2 separate regions of the Sus scrofa genome follow, and region 1 is linked to region 2. A link is a contact called in public HiChIP or PLAC-seq data. All regions are on one chromosome and are shown on one strand. Each heading gives the region's core, a stretch centred on a gene start, on an enhancer-like site or on the middle of the called end of the contact. The rest is flanking DNA. Distances are from core to core; before and after follow the strand shown. Region 1 overlaps LOC102158243 (a long non-coding RNA gene). Region 2 overlaps LOC106509541 (a long non-coding RNA gene).

Region 1 (4,984 bases), core at 612-3,111, 230 kb after region 2:
TACAACTCCACGGCGCCCATGATGGTCTAATGTATCTAGAGAGGTACAGCCCAATCAAGAGTCTCATTTTTATTATATCTTTATTTCCTGTTTATTATTATTTGGTAGCCTGAGTGTTGACCAAGTTCTACCACTCCTAAAATAAAGCATGCCTAATGAACCAAGAATCCATCATGACGGGTCCTGTGCTGTTCATTCCCATATAGAAATCCTTATAAATGTACAAAATACAAACCAAAAGGAACCTTTAGGGAAAACTGTAGTCCTTTTCTCACTAAATTCTTAAATCCATACTGTATCAAACAGTTTTGATGATTATAGGCCTATCTTTAAAGAAAATATAAACTGGACTGAGCTAACTAATAAAATGACTTATTTGTCTTGAATTGGTTATACCTCTCACATCCAAATATACAATCTGCTATTACTAGTTAAGAGATTCCACTAGGACCACTCTTCTATGAAGTTCAATATATAAGAATCTTTCTCTAGGGCAACTCTCTGTTGGTGTAACACTGGTTCTCTTTGTGATGGAGACAATAAAGATGGGGTAAGATTTCCATGTGTTTAATTAAAGGATAATCTGAAGCCAGCCCACTGCATTTCAAGAAGTTTTAATATTGAACTTGTGATTATCTCCCCACATTCCTTTTCCTGTCCTCTCTTCATTGATGACATGGTTAGAGGTAAATAATATTTTCCCCATGACCTGAAAACAGTGATTTTCAGTTTTCATTAAACCATGTGCTCTTTCTCTATTCTTGATTTCTTGAACTCAAATGATGACCTTTCAAGGGTGATGGCCTAAAAGACTTCTGGTTTCCCCTCTAATACTTATGACATGTTGGGCCTAAATTGAAGTACCTGCAGATTGATAGACTGATTTATATCCCCTTTATCCATTTCTGCCAGATTTATTTTTGTGGTGGTGGTAGGGGCACAGAGTCCACAGGAACTTTTATAAAGCTCTCTCTCCTACTCCTTGATACCCTGAAGCTCCTTGTAGCCTCTTGTCCTCTTAAATCAGGGCAAATCTTTCTTATCCATGTGCCATGTTACACGCACTCTCTTGAGCCTTTCACCTTTACTGTCTAGACGGCATGACACTTCCTATTTCATCACATTCCCAGGACAACTGTCCTCTCTCCTGCCTGGCTGTACATACCTCAAGCAATTCCTTGGAGACTTGGAGGGGGCGAGCTTTCTCTCTTTGGAGATGCATGCGGGCGGCTCATCTCAAAAGCTTTGTTGTAAACAAGAGGTGGGAGGATATCTTGAACTCTGTATATAGGATTAATTTTTATTCTGTCCTAACAGCTTTGTATTCAACTCGATTGCCTAACATTTTAGGCTGATGATGTTATCACCTGATGGTGAAGGGCAACTGTTCTGTGTTCTGATTCTATTTTTGGGTTTGGTCCCTAGCTCTACAGGATAGAATTTCGTTTTAACAGCTCATATTCCCATGGAGTTTATACAAGCTTTCTCAGCTGGTTCAGCAGGACAGTTAATTAGCACAGTCACCTCAGCTGTGCTGACATTGGTTGATGATATCAGTGTAAAACCAGCAATGTTTTGGAATGATAGGCTTTGTGAACTGACGCCAAAAGAGCCCTGCTGTCTTTTCCTCTTCTGTTCAAAATATGTTTAATTGCAGCTCTTCTTCCAAAATACAGATAACACTAGTGATTATAAAAAAAAACACCACCACCAAAACTGGTATTATAGCAAGCTAGAGAGGTGATAATCACTGGCCATTAAACAAAATTTATTTCCAAAGAGACAATATATAGAGTTGTATGGGTTTGAAAGCACCAAACAGTGCTATTTTTATCTTGCAATCCAGTTCCACATATGGCAATCCCGCTGAGCACTGTGACCAGGCAAAGTTGAGGGACTTGTTAGAGTGAGTTTATTAGCTGCGATGGGACCTTGTTCCCTTTAATTTGTGCCGAGGGGCTGTTATATGCAAATCACTAACATGGTACAGAGTTGGTTACAAAAGAAATATCAGAAGAGAATGGAGAGCTGTTTCCATCTTCTTCTAGAAGTATTTCAATGGTATCATTTTATCCCATTTTTTTTTTTGGAAGACACATTAAAAATTACCTACTGTGTCCTCTCATTGAAAAAGAAAATATTTTTGATATTTTAGATAAAATTAAGATCACCATATTTAACATCCTGGGTAACTCATGCAAATGCCACTTTGAGGGGCTTCAGTGATAACCCCACCTCAACCAAGCATCAGCTTTTCCCCTACTGTAGTCTGGTTTGCTTTTTACCACTTGGCTTCAGTTCACTGGACAAGCAACTGGCACCTTTCTTATGGGCACCTGACAAGGGTGCCTTGGCATGGCATAAGAATACTGCTCAGCTGGGGTACTGTTTGGAGAAAGACGACAGGCTAAGTCAGGCACGTGTTTTCTCACGGTAATTTTTCAGGGTATTTTCTGCAATCACAGAAGAAAGATACTCCGTCAGCTATATCTGGGACTGAAGAAGATCATCCAGTCCTCTTACAATAGGACTTACATTTTCCTAGGACTTCCAGTCCCAGTTTGGAGTTTATGAGGATGTTTACATGTTTCTATCAGATGTTTCATGGAATAATTAAAATATTCCTAAGAGGCTTTGCTAGACCAAGACTTGTCATCTTTTCAGCCTGGAACACACAAGGGCAAGTGGACCATTCAAGGTTTTCATCCCAGGGTTTGGATGTACTGGTCACGTTCAAGCACCATCCATGTCTTTGTTCAGGGTAAATGTTACTTTTATTCTCACTAGTTTCTCTGTATACTGAAAAGAAAGGAAAGCAATGTTCTGAGCTGAGAAAGCCTCAATCATGTGTGATTTAAAGAGGCCAAGAAGAAGATGTTCCTACGTGCATGGCAGAGGCGAGGGTCCCAGGAAGAGACCTGGAGATAATGTGTGTATGAGTTGAATTTACATCTCCCAGGCCAAATGCAAAATTTGAGACAGTGAGCTTTGAAAGCTGGGAAGCTGTGTTAAACAGCCCCTCATGTTCTGCAAACTTTTATATATCTCAACTGCATGGTTATCTACAGTTGAGTGCACAGAATTTCCCAAGTTTTTAAATCATTTCTCTCCCAAAGTGTGCCATGCATTTTTACTCCTCTGGAGGCTTAATGCCCAACAAATTATTTAAAATTAGAAACTAAAAACATATGGATAAGATCTAACAACTAGAATCCTGTTATGCTCTTTCACAAGTTTTCAACATATACCAATTAAATGCCTCCTGTGTTCTAGGTATTGTGCTTGGTGCCTGGTCACGTGAAACTTCCAGGAGAAGAAAAATCTGGCTATCTAAGTACAGAGAGAGCACCTGGTTATTTGTCTGCATATGAAATGCTAATTCTTTTAAGGTGAAGAAGAAGTTTCCCCGAGCCCTTGTGACACACTGCCTTCTGTATCAGCACGGTAAGAGGTCTAGTGGAAAATGATTCAGACTCACTCTCTGACCTCATAGATTCTTTTATTCTGCTTTCCCTGTAACAATAATGATGCTGTGACATTGACAAGGTTGGTGATTCAGAGCTTGCCAAAAATCGTTTTATTAACTAAGCAGATGAGGGAAATAACGTAGCATGGAACATACCAGAATTCTTTAATATAAGTCTCCCTTTGTCTGGCAAACAGAGCTATGGAAACCCTGCTTCTCTTTCCTGGCATCTACATAATGTTTTTGAGTCAGGGTTTTTAAGACTTGCCTTCAAAACAAAGGGCTAAAGTTAGAGGCTCAAAAGAGGCACGCACATGACCCCATCAAAAACCATTCCACATTTTCAATGTCTATTTAAAGGCAACTTTGGCTGGCTTTTTATTGAAATTTGCTTTTGCATAAAATTTAAATTGGCATGATTGGGCACGTTTTGGATTGATTTAAATGAAATTTAGGAAGTAGCCATAAATATTTGCATGAGAAATGAAAAGTGGGCCACATAAAATACAAATTTGCATAAAGATTGCTTTTCTGTTTTGCCTTAGTAAAAGAAAGTCAGGACTACTGCACATTTTGGTAGCAAGGCTTCTGTGCCTTTTGAAAGAGGATTCCTATTTTTACAAAATTAAATTCCCAAAGGGTCCATTTCCCAAAGAAAGGTCAAGCACCACTGCCACCAATTATGGACTTTGGGGAAATATTTTATTTAAAGAAGTACATGCTCTCATATAGTTTGCTATGAAAAGTAGCTATTCAACAAATGTTCGTCTCAGTGAAAGAATGGCCTAGGAATAATTACTTAATGCCCTGCACTCAGAGATGGCATTTCCTCCCATGGACCCAAACTGTTCCGCAATGCGACAGGTAATTTGGCCTCAAAGCAAAGTGGCATCTTGGATAAAGGCTGGAATAAGGGGAGAAAGGCCAGTTAGTTTATTATGAAACGTGCGATTACAACTCACAACATTGTGAAAATTGGAGTCGTGTGTCTCCCAGTATCACAAAACATTTGTTTCAAAAATATGTGTTCTGGAGTTCCCGTCATGGCACAGTGGTTAACGAACCCGACTAGGAACCAAGAGGTTGCGGGTTTGATCCCTGCCCTTGCTCAGTGGGTTAACGATCTGGCCTTGCCATGAGCTGTGGTGTAGGTCACAGATGCAGCTTGGATCCTGCGTTGCTGTGGCTCTGGCGTAGGCCAGTGGCTACAGCTCCGATTCGACCCCTAGCCTGGGAACCTCCATACGCCGCGGGAGCGGCCCAAGAAATAGCAAAAAGACCAACAACAACAAAAAAAATGTGTTCCTTCACTTTTTTTGTGTAAGATGAGGAGTACCGCACAAAATGCAATGCTGTGGTGGGAAACTGCCAGGTGCATAAGGATGCAAGAAATCCTGATGAGGCTGAGTGGGTGGGGGATAAGGCTCCTCGTATTGGTAACAGCCTTCCTCACTCTCTCTGCCTTTCTCCCCTCCCTTTTTCTCTCTCAAACTGTGTCCATGGTCCCCCTCACCCCAC
Region 2 (4,628 bases), core at 1,638-4,137:
GAAGAATGGTCTTCAAATAGTACAAAGCAAATGAGAACGCAGAGGCTGGAGGCTTATTTCTGGCTGAGGTAGCCAGGGAAAGCTTTGTGTCCAGTGATGGGGCCTTGATGGATGAGCTGGACTCTGTAAAAGCCCAGTTTTCAGAAGTTAAGCTAATGCGTTGTTATTCCCCTGATTCTAATTTTGAACTCACAAGGTTTTCCTGGGGATATTTTAGGATTCTAGTCACTTTCATAAAATGTAAAAATAGGTAAAGCTATGGCTGTAATGTAAGGCAAATTCATACTAGTATGTCTTAGGCCCATGTGAATGTCAGGTATAAATTATCCCTCGTCTTTCCAGCTATTCCCCAAAGTAAATATTATAATAAAATTTTACAGATAGGGGAAACTGAGGCCCAGAAATGTTCCATCATCAGCCATCACCAGAAAGTGGGAAACTAATGGCAGTTATTTTCAAGCCAAGTACCAAACACATGAAGGGTGCGTAAAGTCCTAAGATGTGCAGATAATCCAGCCCTACTGGTTCCTTAGCTGGGTACAATGTACCAAATCTTCCACAAGAATATTTTGAGATGGTGAGCTGCCAGCAGTGTACTGGACCCCTTTTAAGCTTTTGTGTGCGATGCAAACCCTTCCAAAATACAGGTACTTTTCCAAAAGACAATGTCCCTTTCATTCTGGCTAAGTGTGGTTTCCCCTCCCTCTCTGTTCAATGGTGGGGGGGGGAGGGGCACCCGTCTCAAGGCCAGGATTTAGTTGAAGTTAAAATAAGGAGGGGAAAGGGCCTATGTCAATGTGGAGGCTGATCCTACTTGGCCCAGGGAAAAGTAAGCCATTCTTTTTTTTTTTTTTTTTTTAATTTTACACTGCCAACTCAGGGGCACCTAAAGCCTCAGTGTATTAGCTGTTCAGACTTTTGATTCCGAAAGCTTACTTCTTCTTAAAGGCTGCCCCCTGGACTGGCTGTGCTGCTTTAAATTCGGGTCTCTAAGAAATTGGTGTGAGCAACTTTCTTTGAGCCTTCAAAGTAAAGCCAAATGCTCTGTCCTCAGCAGGAAAGTGACTTTAATTAATTCTGGACGACCTTTCCATTGAAAAGCAAAACACTGCCCTGAGGCTTTTTAGAAAGGTTAGGTTGTACCTTTTCCCTCTTATGGTGAGGAGGTAGGTATGAGTGTTTCTCATACAAGCCTCTGCCTCCTGCGTTCCTGTAGAATGCACGCTCTTTAATCCAGGAAAAACAAAATAAAACAAACCAATGGGCAAAGAGGCCCTGTTTGTAGCCAATTAACTTCTCAATTCTAGCAAGAACTAAAGCACAGCATAAAATCTTCCATCACAATAAAATATGACTAAAGACCTCATCAATTCTCATTTAGCAAATGCTTTGTACTGGACCATCTTTTTCTCATACTTAGGAATTCCATTATTTCTTATTTCAGTGAACATGTTCGGGGAAAAAAAAAATTAAGTGGAATGGGATTAGGTTTGCCATTTGTCATTTACTCAGAACAGAATTCCGGTCTGACATGCAGGCAACTCATACCCAGAGCTTAATGCTTTTAGTAATTATAAGGATCATGTAGAGTATGTTGATTGGTGGGGGGAAAAAATCTTTATTAACTGCTCAGAAATAGTTAATTCTTCATTAGTCAGAGCACTGCACTAGAGGCTGCTGCCTGTGAACCATGGATTAGAGTTTATGATAGTAATAACCTCCCTGAAAAAACATTTGTTACTATACTTAATGACCAGATTTTAGTGCATTAACCTTCCTCAGGAGGTCAACTAACAAAATGGATGTTAACTGCTTGTAACAACCAATTCCTCTGAAATTAATATTTAGATGCCTTTGGTGTCAAAAAAAAACCTTCCTTCCCTATCAGGGCATTAAAAACACTTCTAAATTATTAATAGCAGGCAGGATTCAATGCCTCAAAGATTTCCATGCCAACGCTCTTTATCCTCAGCCTCTTCCTATTTTCTCGAACAGAGTTCTCTTCGGCAGGAACAAGGAAGGCATTCAGGGAAATTAGGTCTCAGAAATGCATGTGGGTCAACAATGTACTGCAGTTTGGAAAAGGTCATCCTTTAAGTTCAACAGAAATAAACATTACAGGAGTGTGAAAGGCGATGCTGAGAGCACACTGGGAACCCAACGGGGACAGACACCCCGCCAGGCCTGGGCTCCAGAGCTACAGCCCTCTCACCACCTGTCAGGAACTCCTTAACGACACGTTTTTTTTTTTTTTTTTGCATCCCTTCTGCGACTGACCTCCTGGCTCATCTCTCCAGCCCCTCCCTCTGCCTTCAAATTGGAAACAAACCACACTTATGTCAAAACAACTTCTCAACTATTTCCTTCCCGAGCAATCCCAGAATATAAAACATGTTCTGAAAAGCTGCACCATTCCCTGGAGAAATTTTATGATTTGGTTACTGCAGAGTGTGCTGCTCCTTGGCTGGGGTAGCCTGAAGTCCTTGCCAAACAATGAAGCAATGCTATTATTAGCCTTCCTATTCAATGGCCACAAAACAGCCCCTGTTTCTATTTTCAGACTGTGCTCTTCTGGCTCAAGAAGGCCAACACTGCACCCGTAGGGCAAAGGAGCCATCCATTGCCAAAACCTGCAGAGCAGTGGGAAGGGGAAAGGTTTTCCTGGTGGCATTTTTCGGCAGAGGTAAAATCCAGATGGGGAGCCAAATCGCCGCCTGCGAGTCTCAGCAGAGGTTTTCCTACTGGGTCTGGGAGGGCACCCCTGGGATCTCAGCAATGAAGCTGCTGTGTTTACTACTTTTCTCAAATTGCCTGGATGCAGTCACTGACTCAGTCGTTTAGATCAGCCCAGTGCAGGCGCAAAACGCTAAATCAGTAACACACAGAGCTGACGTGAATGGTTCAAGTGACGATGTCAAAGGCTTGGGCAGTTGCCTCTCGGCATGGTCAGTTACAGCCCAGCAGCAGTGTTCCAGAGGAGCCAGGCAATGTGGGGCATTTGATTTTTTTTTTTTTTAATGAGCTATAATGGACAGAACATTATATTAGTGTCAGGTGTACAACATCATGATTCGATATATATTATGAAATGATCACAGTAAGTCTAGTTAATATCCATCCTTGTACAGGGTTACCATTTTTTTGTGTATGATGAAAACTTTTACGATTGATTCTTTTAGCAACTCCTTTTACTCGTTTGCTTAACCTCCACCCCTGCCCCTGGCAACCACTAATCTGTTCTTTGTACCAATGAGCTTTTTTTTTTTTTTTTAAAGATGCCACATATAAGTGTGATTATACAGTATTTGTCTGACTTATTTCACCTAGTGTAATGCTCTCAAGGTCATTCCATAGCTTCACAAATGATATTATTTTATTCTTTTTTATGGCTGAATTACATACATATGTGTGTATATGTATACACATATATATGATATATGTATGTATGTGTATGTTTGTATCTATGTATCTCATATTTTTTTATCCATTCATCCATCAATGGATACTTAGGCTGTTTCCATGTCACACATATTGGAAATAATGCTGCAGTTAACATGGGTGTGCATTTATCTTTTCCAGTTAATGTTTTCATTTATCTTTGGATAAATACCCAGAAGCAGAATTGCTGGGTTATATGGTAATTCCATTTTTAGTTTTTTGAGGCACCTCCATACTGTTTTCCACAGTGGCTGCACCAATTTTCATTCCCACCCACAGTACACAAGGATTCCCTTTTCTCTACATCCTTGCCAACACTTGTTATTTCACAGCCATTCTAACAGCGTGAGGTGATATCTCATTGTGGTTTTGATTTGTACTTCCCTGATGATTAGTGATGCTGAGCATCTTTTCATATACTATGTCTTCTTTGGAAAAATATCTCTTCAGTTTCCTGGCCCCTATTTTAATTGGTTGGTTTTGTTCTTGCTGCTGTTGAACTGTATCAGCTCTTTACATATTTTAGCTATTAGCCCCTTATCCAATATACAATTTGCAAGTACTTTCTTCTAGTCCATAGGTTGTCTTCTCATTTCATTGATGGTTTTCTTTGCTGTGCAGATGTTTTTTGGTTTTGGTATCTGCCGGGTTGTTTATTTCTGATTTTGGAGTCAGAGCCAAAAAATCATCCCCAAGACTGATATCGAGGAGCTGACCGCCCATGTTTTCTTCTAGAAGTTTATGGTTTTAGGTCTTTTGTTCAAGTCTTTAATCCATTTTGAGTTAGTTCTTGTGTATGGTCTAAGAGAGTGGTACAGTTTCATTCTTTTGCATGTGGCTGCCCAGTTTTCCCAACACAATGTATTGAAGAAAATGTCCTTTATCCATTGTATATTCTTGACTCCTTTGTTATAGATTAATTGACCATATAGGCATGACTCCCTCCCCCCCCCCCCGGGGTTCTCTGTTCTGTTCCATTAATCTAGATATCTATTTTTGTGCCAAAATCATACTATTTTGATTACTATAGCCTTGTAATATAATTTGAAATCAGTGAGTGTAATGCCTCCGGCCATCTTTCTCAAGATCATTTTGGTTATATGGGCTTTTTTGTGGTTCCCTATACCTTTCAGGAATGTTTGCTCTATTTCTGTGAAAGAGGCCATTGACATCTTGCACTGAATCTGTGG

What was found. HiChIP or PLAC-seq counts read pairs in DNA pulled down with a chosen protein or histone mark.
Region 1: an H3K27ac HiChIP or PLAC-seq map of skeletal muscle shows a contact between it and region 2. The contact joins two enhancer-like sites. A contact is called at or near these places in 3 of 47 Hi-C or Micro-C datasets (fetal heart ventricle, heart right ventricle and skeletal muscle) and 1 of 2 datasets of contacts at active chromatin or transcription factors (skeletal muscle).

What each region holds. Positions count from the first base shown.
Region 1 is chr2:128,536,115-128,541,098 of Sscrofa11.1, forward strand. All of the region lies in intron 10 of LOC102158243 (a long non-coding RNA gene), which reads right to left. Among named protein-coding and RNA genes, the nearest start is that of ZNF608, 380 kb to the left of the region's middle. Within about 2 kb of position 1,862, at least 3 of the 83 cell types and tissues checked have an H3K27ac peak or open chromatin away from gene starts, as enhancers often do. A contact at or near this core is called in skeletal muscle, where this site is marked.
Region 2 is chr2:128,306,229-128,310,856 of Sscrofa11.1, forward strand. It overlaps LOC106509541 (a long non-coding RNA gene), which reads left to right. Exons shown (of 3, transcript XR_001307170.2): 1 at 1-2,683. Among named protein-coding and RNA genes, the nearest start is that of ZNF608, 150 kb to the left of the region's middle. Within about 2 kb of position 2,888, at least 11 of the 83 cell types and tissues checked have an H3K27ac peak or open chromatin away from gene starts, as enhancers often do. A contact at or near this core is called in skeletal muscle, where this site is marked.